4 separate regions of the Mus musculus genome follow, and regions 2, 3 and 4 are each linked to region 1. A link is a contact called in public ChIA-PET and promoter capture Hi-C data. All regions are on one chromosome and are shown on one strand. The core of a region is the stretch at or near the end of the contact, and the rest is flanking DNA. Distances in the headings are between cores, read along the strand shown. Region 1 holds the start of Pdxk (pyridoxal (pyridoxine, vitamin B6) kinase). Region 2 holds the start of Cfap410 (cilia and flagella associated protein 410). Region 3 holds the start of Aire (autoimmune regulator (autoimmune polyendocrinopathy candidiasis ectodermal dystrophy)). Region 4 has its middle 5.6 kb from the start of Gm30039.

Evidence for each region. Promoter capture Hi-C pulls out the DNA fragments that hold promoters and counts their contacts. ChIA-PET counts read pairs in DNA pulled down with a chosen protein or histone mark. Capture Hi-C pulls out chosen DNA fragments and counts their contacts.
Region 2: a contact with region 1 is called in a promoter capture Hi-C map of embryonic stem cells, with 3 times the contacts expected there. The contact joins the promoter of Cfap410 here to the promoter of Pdxk in region 1. A contact is called at or near these places in 2 of 39 promoter capture datasets (both in embryonic stem cells), 3 of 115 datasets of contacts at active chromatin or transcription factors (large pre-B cells, pancreatic cancer cells and regulatory T cells) and 1 of 9 other capture datasets (liver).
Region 3: a contact with region 1 is called in a promoter capture Hi-C map of liver. The contact joins the promoter of Aire here to the promoter of Pdxk in region 1. A contact is called at or near these places in 1 of 39 promoter capture datasets (embryonic stem cells), 3 of 115 datasets of contacts at active chromatin or transcription factors (all in embryonic stem cells) and 3 of 9 other capture datasets (embryonic stem cells, liver and pancreatic islet).
Region 4: an RNA polymerase II ChIA-PET map of memory CD8 T cells shows a contact between it and region 1, with 17 read pairs. The contact joins the enhancer-like site here to the promoter of Pdxk in region 1. A contact is called at or near these places in 1 of 39 promoter capture datasets (pre-B cells), 3 of 115 datasets of contacts at active chromatin or transcription factors (embryonic stem cells, memory CD8 T cells and pancreatic cancer cells) and 3 of 9 other capture datasets (adipose tissue, embryonic stem cells and liver).

The regions. Positions count from the first base shown.
Region 1 is chr10:78,463,487-78,466,276 of GRCm38.p6, reverse strand. It overlaps Pdxk (pyridoxal (pyridoxine, vitamin B6) kinase), which reads left to right and starts at 1,329. Exons shown (of 11, transcript NM_172134.2): 1 at 1,329-1,516. The coding sequence starts at 1,430.
Region 2 is chr10:77,977,298-77,980,087 of GRCm38.p6, reverse strand. Cfap410 (cilia and flagella associated protein 410) reads right to left here and starts at 1,438. Exons shown (of 7, transcript NM_026431.2): 1 at 1,307-1,438; 2 at 317-335. The coding sequence starts at 1,383.
Region 3 is chr10:78,042,214-78,045,003 of GRCm38.p6, reverse strand. It overlaps Aire (autoimmune regulator (autoimmune polyendocrinopathy candidiasis ectodermal dystrophy)), which reads left to right and starts at 1,394. Exons shown (of 14, transcript NM_009646.2): 1 at 1,394-1,615; 2 at 1,928-2,102; 3 at 2,332-2,487. The coding sequence starts at 1,481. It also overlaps a transcript of Dnmt3l not described here.
Region 4 is chr10:78,085,872-78,088,661 of GRCm38.p6, reverse strand. No RefSeq gene overlaps it. Among named protein-coding and RNA genes, the nearest start is that of Gm30039, 5.6 kb to the left of the region's middle. Within about 2 kb of position 1,366, at least 125 of the 459 cell types and tissues checked have an H3K27ac peak or open chromatin away from gene starts, as enhancers often do. A contact at or near this core is called in adipose tissue and memory CD8 T cells, where this site is marked.

The DNA of each region.
Region 1 (2,790 bases), core at 80-2,579:
CAAACTAAGAGAGAACTTCCGGGTCCTAGTAGGGTATCTAAGTAAATGAATACATAAAATAAATCCAAGGCAGTTCCAGGTGTGGTGGCATACACCTTTAATCCTGGCACTCAAGTTAGGTGGGTCTCTGAGTTCAAAGCCAGCTTGGCTTAGATAGTGAGCTGGATCAGGGAGAGAGACATCATGAGACCTTGTCTCAAAAAAGCTAAAGAAAAGCTCAAAGTGAATTGCCCCTCCCTAAGTATAACACCAGAGGTCTTCTATACACATACACAAACACAGAAATGCCGGGATTATAAATGTACACCATTGCTCCAGGCTAGCAAGATTCAGTTACAAGAAATGTTTAGCACATACATAGTATCCAGCAAACGTTACTATCAGCAAGCAATTAATTATTCCTCCAATGTACTTCCATTTAGTTGATTCCAGTCAAGCCTTCCTAACAACTTGGTTCTTCTTTACAGCTTTTCTGGTGCTGGGGCCTTGGTATGCACCCCACCAACGGAGCCTCAAAACCACTTCCTTTTTCTGATCTGTTCCCCAAGCAATGGGAATGTTCCTTTCTCTTCAGAGCAGATCTGGTCCCCAGTACTCTCTCTCACCAAGATAAAGCAAACTTGACATACTGGCCTGTGCCACTGATCTGTGACCCTGGTGTGTCCGTGACCACAGGAGTGCCAAGTGTAGGTCTGGAGATGGGACAGGAAGAGAGGTGCGCTTTCCCTAGGACTGAGAGGACTTGGTGGGTAGTGAAGAGGGGAAGACCAGTGCAGCCCCTTCAAATCTGTCCCCATGAGTGGCTCTAAGCAGACTTGAGCCTAGAGAAGATCTCTTATTATATTGAGAAGGGGCACGTGACTCCTGACTCAGGGTAGCCTGAGATCAGATGCCTGTGAGCCCTACTGGGTCTGGGATTCCACGCAGGCCGCGTGGCTGGAAAGGATCTCCTGATCTCTGAGGGTCTTCAGGCTCTGGAGCTCAGTGGAAACTCTTTGGACAGCAGCTCCGGAGTATGCCACCCATGGAGTGATCAGCGCCGCGGGCCAAGGAGGTGGAACAGTGTGTACTGAAAGTACCGTGCTGTGGAGTGTGATACAGGCGAACCCCCTGACGCACAGACAGATCTGCAAAAAGGGATGTGAGGCCACGTGATGGAGCACAGAGGAAGGAGCTCATGTGCTGGATTCCACAGGTCCCGTTGCCCGGAGGGGCGGGGCCTGCGTGAGGCACCGCCTTCAGCCCGCCCCTCGCCGCGCGGGACTCGCGGGTTAGCAGCCGGCCTGTTGAGGTCAGAGGAGGCGGGGAGCGCGTCCAAGCCTAGCGACTGCGCGTGCTTAAAGCGCTCGGAGCAGAATCCGAGCGAGCGGCCTGAGCAACCCCAGCCTGTGACACCACCTGGACCACGCGCCACTACAGCTTTCCCGGCATGGAGGGCGAATGCCGGGTGCTCTCCATCCAGAGCCATGTTGTCCGTGGCTACGTGGGTAACAGAGCGGCCATGTTCCCTCTGCAGGTATGCGCTCCACTGCTTATGTAACCGGGCCGGGCTGCTCACTTGCGGGTCTACGGGTTCGCTGCGTGGCCTTTTCCGACTAATGACCTTGGCCCCCTGTGGCCATCCTTTTGGGTCCCTATTGAGCGCTGGGCGCGCTGAGGGCAGATCCTGGCGCAGGCAGGCCGGGGGCGTGGACTACCCTGGGGAGCTTACAGCGGGGTGGTGCAGGTGGCACGAAGCCCCCTGCCCGGCTGTGGCGCACACGGTAGCGCCTGAGGGTCCCTGTTGCTTCCGTCTGCCTGACCAACAGTGGGCAGGGGCTTCCCGAAGCGTTAAAATGCTGAGCTGGGAGAATCCTTTCCTTTGGGAGCGCGGAGAGCCTCTTGGTAGACACATTGGCTAGTGATTGCTCGCTCTCTGCAGACATCCACGTTCTGCTTCTACCCATTCTATGAACTTGGACCAAGGAGGAAGCTGGGCCCACGCTTGGGTCTGAACACTCTTAGGGTGGTCTGTCACCCGCAGAGATGGGGCTGGAACTCTGCACCTCCCGCGTGCTTGCTTTTATTCCTAAAAGACAGCATAGTTTGCTGAGTTTGGCTTTGGAAGCAACCTGTTAGAAGGGCTGTAGCCTTTTCTTCCCAGATCCTATCTCCTGTGAGATGTGTGATGAATGAGGCTATCTCTGATCATTTCTGGCAGGTGGTGCTTCCTGCTTGTGACTGGTTGCCCTTGGAGGGAACCAGGTTGTCATGGGCATTAGAATAGGGGTCATAGGCAATATCAGCTGACTGGAGCTTCCTTGCCTGGCCGGTCCAGCAGGAAGATTGGGCTGGCCTGGGCAACCAGGTGGTGGCCTCTTGCAATGTATCTTTTTTGGCTGGTCACTGAGCAGGGTGGCAGGTCCCCGTTCCCCTTCCGCTCATGTCTAGCCATTAAACTGATTCCTGGGAGATGTTAGGGTGTAGCCTCTGGCTACCATGGACCTGAAAGAAGGACTTGGAAGGAAAACAGGTGGCTGGAACTGCATTTAAGGACAATAGAGGACTGTCCTGAATCAGGCTTGCTTGCCAGACAAATAGAGCAATTGATTGTTATTATACAGCATAGGAGATCAAAGTCTGTAGGCAAGGGCAGTTGCTGAGTGTTTGAGCGCCTGTTGGTTGATAAACAGTGCTTCACCCACACGGTCTAGTGTAGGCATTCTTGTTCTATCCAGAATGCACTGGTCTGGTGCTTCATGCTCTTTACCTTTGCTCTCTAGCTTAAGGGGCCAGGATTGGGGTAACAAG
Region 2 (2,790 bases), core at 189-2,688, 490 kb after region 1:
TTGGCCACGACACACCATCAGATCTGTGGATCAGACCTGGGCTGTGGGCTCCACAGTCCCAGCTGCCTGTCATTTCGGGTGGGGTTGGGGTGTCGCCTCCTGAAGCTGAGGAAGGCCATGCAGAGTGCCCCTGTTGATGTCCTTGAGGGAAATCACCACCAGGGACTCCTCTCAAGGCAGAGCTTTGACTCTGTTTTCCTCTGTGCAGGTCTAGCAAGTGACACGGCACTGAGCTGAAGATCACAGTTCTGTAACTTTAGCTATTCTTCTGGGGGAAGGGGCATCCGGAAGAAGATACAATCAAGGCAGAGCTTACATCTGTGAGCTGGCTGCCCCTGGAGAAGAAAAGAAATAGACTTTAATTTGTTGAATGAAAATATTTTAAAAATCCCCAAAGAAATGGCAATTGTCTATAAATCTAAAGATTCTACATTCGGAACAGTAAGGAAGGCTGGTTGCCCAAATAAGGGTGAGGTTGGTTTCTGCCAATACTCCCTGCTTGGTGCATGGGGGTACACAGTTTTCTCCTCTCAGGCTCCCATAGCAGAAAGCTCTTTCCAGTCACACACATAAACAAAGGGATCTTCATAAGAGGCCAAGCTCAAAGGCCGGTCATGCAACTTCTGAAGCAAACTTCACGGGCCTGCAATGTGTGTTGTTTCTGCTTGCACAGAGGAAGCCCTGATGTGCTCGCTGGCTCGACAAAGAAAGGCATTATTGAAAACCCAGGACAGGGAGGACTGTGGCCCCAACACCAGATGTGCCAGGGCAGGGAAAGGCTTTTAATTAACAAAGCTCACTCTTTCCAGTAGCCCACTGACCATTACTAGAAGCAGGGGTCTGCACTTGCTCTGCCACTGCTAAATGCTCTGGCCACAGCATCCCACCCCAGTCCCCAGAGACACCTGTAGCTCTTCCACACGCCAGATACAAACTCCTCCAGAAGCCCGGGGCTTTCAGTATTAGTGTGACTCAGCCATGCAACTTAGAGTGCATCCATATAATAGCATCTAAGGTCTAGGCTGTCACTCATACCAGGTCACCCTCTCCAGCACCGGATCATGACTTTACAACCTCAGTCTCTCCCTGTAGACATGCCACTAAGCACCTCTGTCTTCAGATACCAGACACAGACACAGAGGGTTAGCGAAAAGCCCTCAGCAACACTAGAGGGAAATTCTAGTTATCCTGCGAGGGCCGCACTCCTCTGAAGCACTGGCCTCAGAGTGAGCCTGCAACCTAGCTAGCCTGGGGTAGCAGGCGCTCAGCGCGGCCTCTGCTTCCTCCCGCTCCTGGCCGGCCTCACCAGCAGTTGAGCTTCCGCACGTTGTGCAGCTCCGAAGCCTTGGCTCGGGACAGGACCATCTTTCGTGTCAGCTTCATGGTGGCCACAGGGCCGCGGGCCCGGCCGCCCTCCGCTGTACACTCGGCTAGCGGGAGAGGCCTGCGCAGCGGCGCGTCTCCAGGGGCGGGGCCCGCGTTTCTAGGGGCGGAGCCTGAGGTCCCATTGGCAGTCAGGCGAGAGGGCGGAAGCGCGCCGGCGAAGCGGGACGGCCCGACTTCCGTGATACGCGATTCCGCCCCGCCCCTTTGGCGGCCCGCCGGTCCTGCGCATGCACGAGGCTCCGGGCTTTGCTGCCTGGGGACCGCTGGTCTCTGCATCCCGTGTTTGCGTGCGCGGGAAGGGCGGCCCTTAGGATTCCAGTGTGCAAGAGTCTGAGATGGGCTGGCTTGGGTGAGAAAGGCGCCGGTGTGTGAGGGACTCGGGACGCCTGGCTGGTCTCGGAGACATCGAGGACAGAAAAGGTCGAGTCGGGAAGGGTGACAGAGTCCTCGTAGTGGATGCCAGCAGAAACCCTCCTGGCATGCTTGCTCCGGATCCTAATCCCTGCCATGGCCCTGGTCACCACTGAGCCCTCACCCATTTCTGCTTGACCCCAAATCGGGGATTTGTGTTACATAACAGCTAATCCACAACCAGACGATGACTGACACTTGTAATTGATGCACTCAGAGGCTGAGGCAGGAGGATTGCCTGAGCCAGTTTCTGGCAAGACTGGCTCATACAGACATTATCTCAAAAGACAAAGCCGAGTAGTGGGGGCTTGGGGAGGGACTGAAGAAACAGTTAAGAGCGCTGGCTGCTTTTCCAGGGCACTCATATGGCCGGATCACAACCTTATGTAACTCTAGTTCCAGGGGACTCAATGCCCCTCTTTTGGCCTCCTTGCGCACCAGACAGGTCACTTGGGTTGCACACACATGCAAGCATAACACTCATATGTAGAAAAACAAAACGAACAAAACAAAAACCTTAAAAACAAACAAACAAACAAACAAATAGAAAATAGACGTTATGTTTTTGAAAGTCAGTACTGTGCCTGTGGTTGTCAGTGTGCATTTTAAGTAATCACAAATGAATTTTTGTTTTGTTTTCTTCTGGAGAAAACAGATCTCCAGAAGAAAACAAAACGAAAGATTGTAGGTTGAAATCTTCATATCTTTTTCTATCCTACAGATTACACCGGGACAGGCACTGGGTACTTCAGGCCCTTTAGGTAATAAACTGCCCTTGATGAAGTATTCTAGGGCTCTATTGTCTGTCTGACCACCCTGGTCTGCCTTTACCAAAAACAAGTGAAATGGTTCAGTAGGTAACAGTACTGGACGCACAAACCTAAAAACCATAGTTTGCACCCTGGAACCCACAGTGGAAAGAGAGCGGACGCTGAAGATTTAGCCTCTGGCGGGCCATTCATTACCATCAGGAACAATAAGGCCTGAGCTGAG
Region 3 (2,790 bases), core at 145-2,644, 420 kb after region 1:
AATAATTTTATGGTGGGGGTGGGTCACCACAACATGAAGATATTAAAGGGCCATAGCCCTGGTCTATGGGCTCTCTGCCTTCTTTCCTCTTCCTGTTGTACTCTATCTAACACATTCCTAGTTCAGTTTGCCAGCCACCTCTGAGCACAGAGGTAGGCCATGTGTCCTTTTCACCCACTATCACACAGGATGAACCATCTCCACTGTCCTGCTAAAATCTTCCACTCTACTCCCCCAGCCCTCAGCCAAGGACAGATGGGGTTCCCAGCGGGGTCCACTGTCCAGCCAGTTACAGAGGTCTCCTATTGTGGCTACCCAGAGGTGCCAGCAGGTCTGGACAGCCAGGCTGTGGCTAGAGCACTATTTTGGCTCCTCCCTCCCCTTCTCTCTTCCCCTCCCCTCTCCTCCCCCAGTTATTTTATTTTATTATTTTCTTTTATGTGTTTAAGTGCCTTGCTTGCATGATGTATATTTGGTCACCACATTCATGCAGTGCCAGTAGGAGCCAAAGAGGGCATCAGATGCTCTGGAACCGGAGTTACAAAGGGTTGTGAGCCATCCTGTGGGTGTTGAGAAACAAGCCCAAGTGCTCTGCAAGAGGAACAAGTGCTCTTACCACTGAGCCATCTCTCTGGCCCCTCTCTTTTTAAGTTCAGTGTGTGTGTGTGTGTGTGTGTGTGTGTGTGTGCGTGTGCGTGCATTCTCGCTTGCATATGTACATGTGTATGGAATAGTGAATATAGGGTGTTTTCTTCAATTGTTCACCTAACTTCTTTTTTAAAAAAATTCAGTTTCTCTGCGTAGGGTTTCTGTCTGTGTAGCCCTGGCTGCCCTGGAACTCACTTTTTAGACCAAGTTGGCCTCAAACTCACAGAGATCCGCCTGTCTCTGCCTCCCTAGTGCTGGCACTAAAGGCGTGAGCCACCACACTCAGCTTTCCATGTAATATTTTGAGGCAGGTTCTATCCCTGAACCTTGCTTGAGCTTATCCATTCAGTTAGTTGCCTGGTCAGTGAGCTCTACAGCCACTCCTGTCTTTGCTTCCCCACACAGGCAATTTGTCCACAGAGCCATCTTTCCCGCCAGTCCCGGTTTTTAACCCATAAACAGATCCTCTGTAGGGAGACTGGAGAGACAACTTTCCCGCTTCCTCTATCCCGAGGCCAGGCAGCTGCACTGGATCTCACAAAGAAAGAGTATCAGAGCGTCCTGAACCCAAAGGCAGGGCAGTCTCTAGCCCAGCTTTCGAAAGCTGGGCCCTGATTGGCTCTAGGCTAAACAACAGCCTCTGTTCTTTCCTGGTTGAAAGTATAACAGAGTCGCTGAGCAAGACAAACGTCGCCTTTCCGCCGCTGGGGAGTAAATATAAACGCTTACAGGTGCCTCTCCGGATAGCACCACGACACCCAAGGAAGGGAGAAGGGAACGCAAGCGCGCGTGGGCCAGCAGGGGGCGCCGAGGCGCAGCCCCTGTGAGGAAGATGGCAGGTGGGGATGGAATGCTACGCCGTCTGCTGAGGCTGCACCGCACCGAGATCGCGGTGGCCATAGACAGTGCCTTTCCGCTGCTGCATGCTCTAGCCGACCACGACGTGGTCCCTGAGGACAAGTTCCAGGTGGGCTCCAGTCCCGCCCCCGGTGCCTCTCATTCTCCCCACTCCTCCACCCGCAGACTAGGTGTTCCCTCCCAACCTCAGCCAAAACCCATACTATACCCATACCCTCCCCCTACCAGCCAAGGAGTGGTCCCAAGCCCTCCTCAGGAGACCTCTCCAGATCAAGTCCCAGGTGAGTTCCCTAACCTCACACCCTATGCCCCCTAACTGCTCCAGGGCCCAGGGATAGACAGGAATAGGCAAGTCTCCCTTATCCCAAAGAGGCAGGAGTTGGAGAATGATATGCCCAGGTGCCCAATGCTGTCACTGCAGGAGACGCTCCGTCTGAAGGAGAAGGAAGGCTGCCCCCAGGCCTTCCACGCCCTGCTGTCCTGGCTCCTGACCCGGGACAGTGGGGCCATCCTGGATTTCTGGAGGATTCTCTTTAAGGACTACAATCTGGAGCGGTACAGCCGCCTGCATAGCATCCTGGACGGCTTCCCAAAAGGTGGGCGTGTGCTGATTGATGCTGGAGCTGATGCTCAGCCAATGGGTAGCATCGGGGATATGGATACAAGTCGGCCCATGTTTTCAGGGAGCCACTAGAACTTGGGCAGATCCTAAGAAGCAAAGGGCAGAGGTCTGCTCTTTCTCGTCCTCAAGAGTGCCCCATTCTAGAGCTCACCCTGAAGATAAGGCTTTAAGACAGGACCATTGTTCCTGCCCCTGAGCTGCAGATGTGGACCTAAACCAGTCCCGGAAAGGGAGAAAGCCCCTTGCTGGTCCCAAGGCCGCGGTACTGCCACCCAGACCCCCCACCAAGAGAAAAGCACTGGAGGAGCCTCGAGCCACCCCACCAGCAACTCTGGCCTCAAAGAGCGTCTCCAGCCCAGGTACACTCAAGAGGAGCTAGCCAGGGTTGCTGGGCCCTCCCCAACCGGCTCTTAGGAGCTTCTGTCTTACTGACACCACCCCAGGGCCAGCCTGCCAGGGTCACAGAGTCACCTCTGAGCCCTCAGACCTGAGCATTGGAGGAGGCCCACAGCCTCTCAGCGTCTTACTGTCCCAAAGGCTGAGTTTCTGGGCGGTGAGGCAGGCAGGTGGTTTTGATTTCCTTTCTGTTGAAGAAGGAAACAGCCCATCACAGCTTAAGAACCGTCGATCTGACCCTTACCAGCTGCTCTCTCTCCCATCCT
Region 4 (2,790 bases), core at 117-2,616, 380 kb after region 1:
GCTCTCCAAACCAAACTAAAGAGAACACAGCCAGGTTTACTGTGCCTGCCAACTGTTGCAGTAGAACTCAGCACACTCCTGGAGGCACCTGGGTGCTGCCAGTCAGGTTCTACCTCCTGTAGTCAGTATTGCCACAGTGTGCAGGGGAGGGGAGGGGCCGAGGAGTCAGGGCAGGCAGGTGAAGGACCATCCCGAACATCACATGATCTGGATGACTCTCCTCACTCCTCTAAGGGCCACTGTGCTGGGGAGCAGTGTGCAGTGCCTAGGTCCTTGGTAGTGTTTGCCAGTTGCATTGGATCAAAGTCAGGATTCTCCCAAAATCCAGCCCTGCTGACCTCTGCCTGGGCAACCGTTTGTGATTATGTGGTCAGAGCAACTCATGCCCCTCTCTGGAATATCAAGCTGGGAACCACTCATGAAAAGACAGCCTGTGCTGCCACACTGTCCTTAGGGTCCTGGAGAGCCCAGCAGAAGAGTGAGATCCTGGGAGGACACCTGGCCTGGCCTGCACTTACCTGCTAGGAACTTCATTTTAATGCCTGGTCCCTCCCAAGACCTCCTGTAACTGCCAGGGGATGGAGCGGCTATAATCTCCTAGCCTTCTAATGCTAGGCTACTGGTAAGCCCACTCATGCTGGCTCACCTAAGGCATGGCGTGTTCCCCAGTTCCAGAGCTGGATGCTCTTGGCAGGTGGTCTTTGGCCTCAAGCACCTGTGTTCTGCAAGGCTCTTCCTGAGAGTTTTTCCCTATGTCTCTCATTTTCAAGCCAAGCATCTTGTCATTTTTCTGTCACCTGAGGGGCTGAGTTCAGTGGATACAGGAATGGCAGATGCCAAGAACCAGTTCGCCCATCTCTGTGTGCCAAACGCTTTCAAGACGCATCTCAAGCCCTGTCGGATGGACTTGGTCCCAGCTGGCAATGGGTACCACTGTTCCCAGCACCCTCTGGGGGATTTCTACTCTGTAGATCTTCCCCAGAGCCCCAGAGCCCAAGGTAGGGGCAGTCTCATCCCAGCCCAGGTAAAAGAAGAGGACCGCTCAAGTCCCTCATCCAGAAGTAGTCCTGTGTCTCTAAACCTTTTCTCATGGCTTCCCCCAGAGAATGAACATTCAGGCCCAGCCAGGCCAGTGCTTTGACACATCTGATCATTACCTGATGGCCCTTACAGGGATTCCCCCAGCTAGGCAAATGGGTGCCACCCACCTGTTCACAAAGGGTCTGTCTTCTGGGATACCCAGCCCCTTGCTGTGTTCAGACCTCTTAAGACTTTTTCAGGAAATGAAACTCCCATGTTCCAGCAGCACCGGCAGGCTTTGAGACCTCAGCAGAAAGGTCTTGTCCTATACGGATCCTGGGTCTACAAAAGTGCCCACTTCCTCTTTCAGGCCAGAGAAGCAGACAGGAACTCAACATCTACTGCACTCACTCTTGAGTGACAGGCGCGCGCACACACACACACACACACACACACACACACACACACTCCATCCCCTCCCCCTCTCTCCACCTTAGTAAACCCCAGTGACGTCCTTAGTGAGGTGCCTCATGGATCCTAGTCCTGATCCCTTGTCCTGATTTTTTTTTTTTAAGAAGAAAACAATTCCAGCCATCTCCTTCCACAGCGCAAAGGGACTGACCTCTGACCTGTACCCAAGGCATCACCTAGACCATGTCCTGTACACAGCAGTTCCTCGGTGTGCCCTTGCTGTCTCATATTCCTCTTGTCTTTGCTAGAGACCCGGCTTACCCTATCCCAACAGATGCTACTTGGACCATTCATCCCAGCCTCCAGGAGTCCGGGCTGACTGCTTCCTCCTGGTCACTGGGGAACACTGATAAAAGTAGAGATTGTGACATAACCTTTTCCGGAACCGATCACAATGACTCAAAAGGAAGCTTGTTTTGGTTTTTCTTGTTTGGTTTTTTTCTCCCCAAATTAGTATATGAGTGGAGAAGCCAACCAGTTACTAAACAAAAGCTGAGCATCCAGAGCAGGACAGCCTCGCCCTCCCTCCCCCAGGTCTAAACGGACCCCCACCCCCACCCCGGAAGTATGAGGTGCTCAGCTTCTACAGCAGAACAGTGCCTCAGCCACTCAAGGGCTTGGAAAGTCCCTCCAGGTCTCTGATGCTGGTTTTCGGGCCACAGTTCAACAACAGTGTGACAATCATCTTTCAGAGTAGTGCAACTGACCTGGAGCTAGACCACCCACCAGGGGTCTAGCCTCATGATGGTGGCTACAGCTCCTGGTATGGAGTGAGGAGTTGGCTCACAGTTCACCAGTGCCAGTTTGACCCTAGAAGTTCATATCAGGGGCTGGAGAGGTGGCTCAGCGGAAGAACTGGCTATTCTTCCGAAGGTCCTGAGTTCAAATCCCAGCAACCACATGGTGGCTCACAACCACCCATAATAAGATCTGACACCCTCTTCTGAAGACAGCTACAGTGTACTTATTTATAATAACAAATAAATCTTTGAGCTGGATCGAGCAGGGACTGAGCGAGCTGGGTTGACCAGAATGAGCAGGGCTACTGGAGCAAGTGGGACCAATCAGAGCGAGCAGGGGTCCTAAAATTCAATTCCCAACAACCACATGAAGGCTCACAACCATCTGTACAACTACAGTGTACTCATATACATAAAATAAATAAATCTTTTTTTAAAAGACATTAAAAAAAAGAAGATGTTCGTATCAGGTGGTCCCCATGAAACTGCCACAGACGCCTCCCTCAACCCAGTTCCTCATATTGTATGAGGTGTCACAAAGATAGGGGTGCTCTTGTCC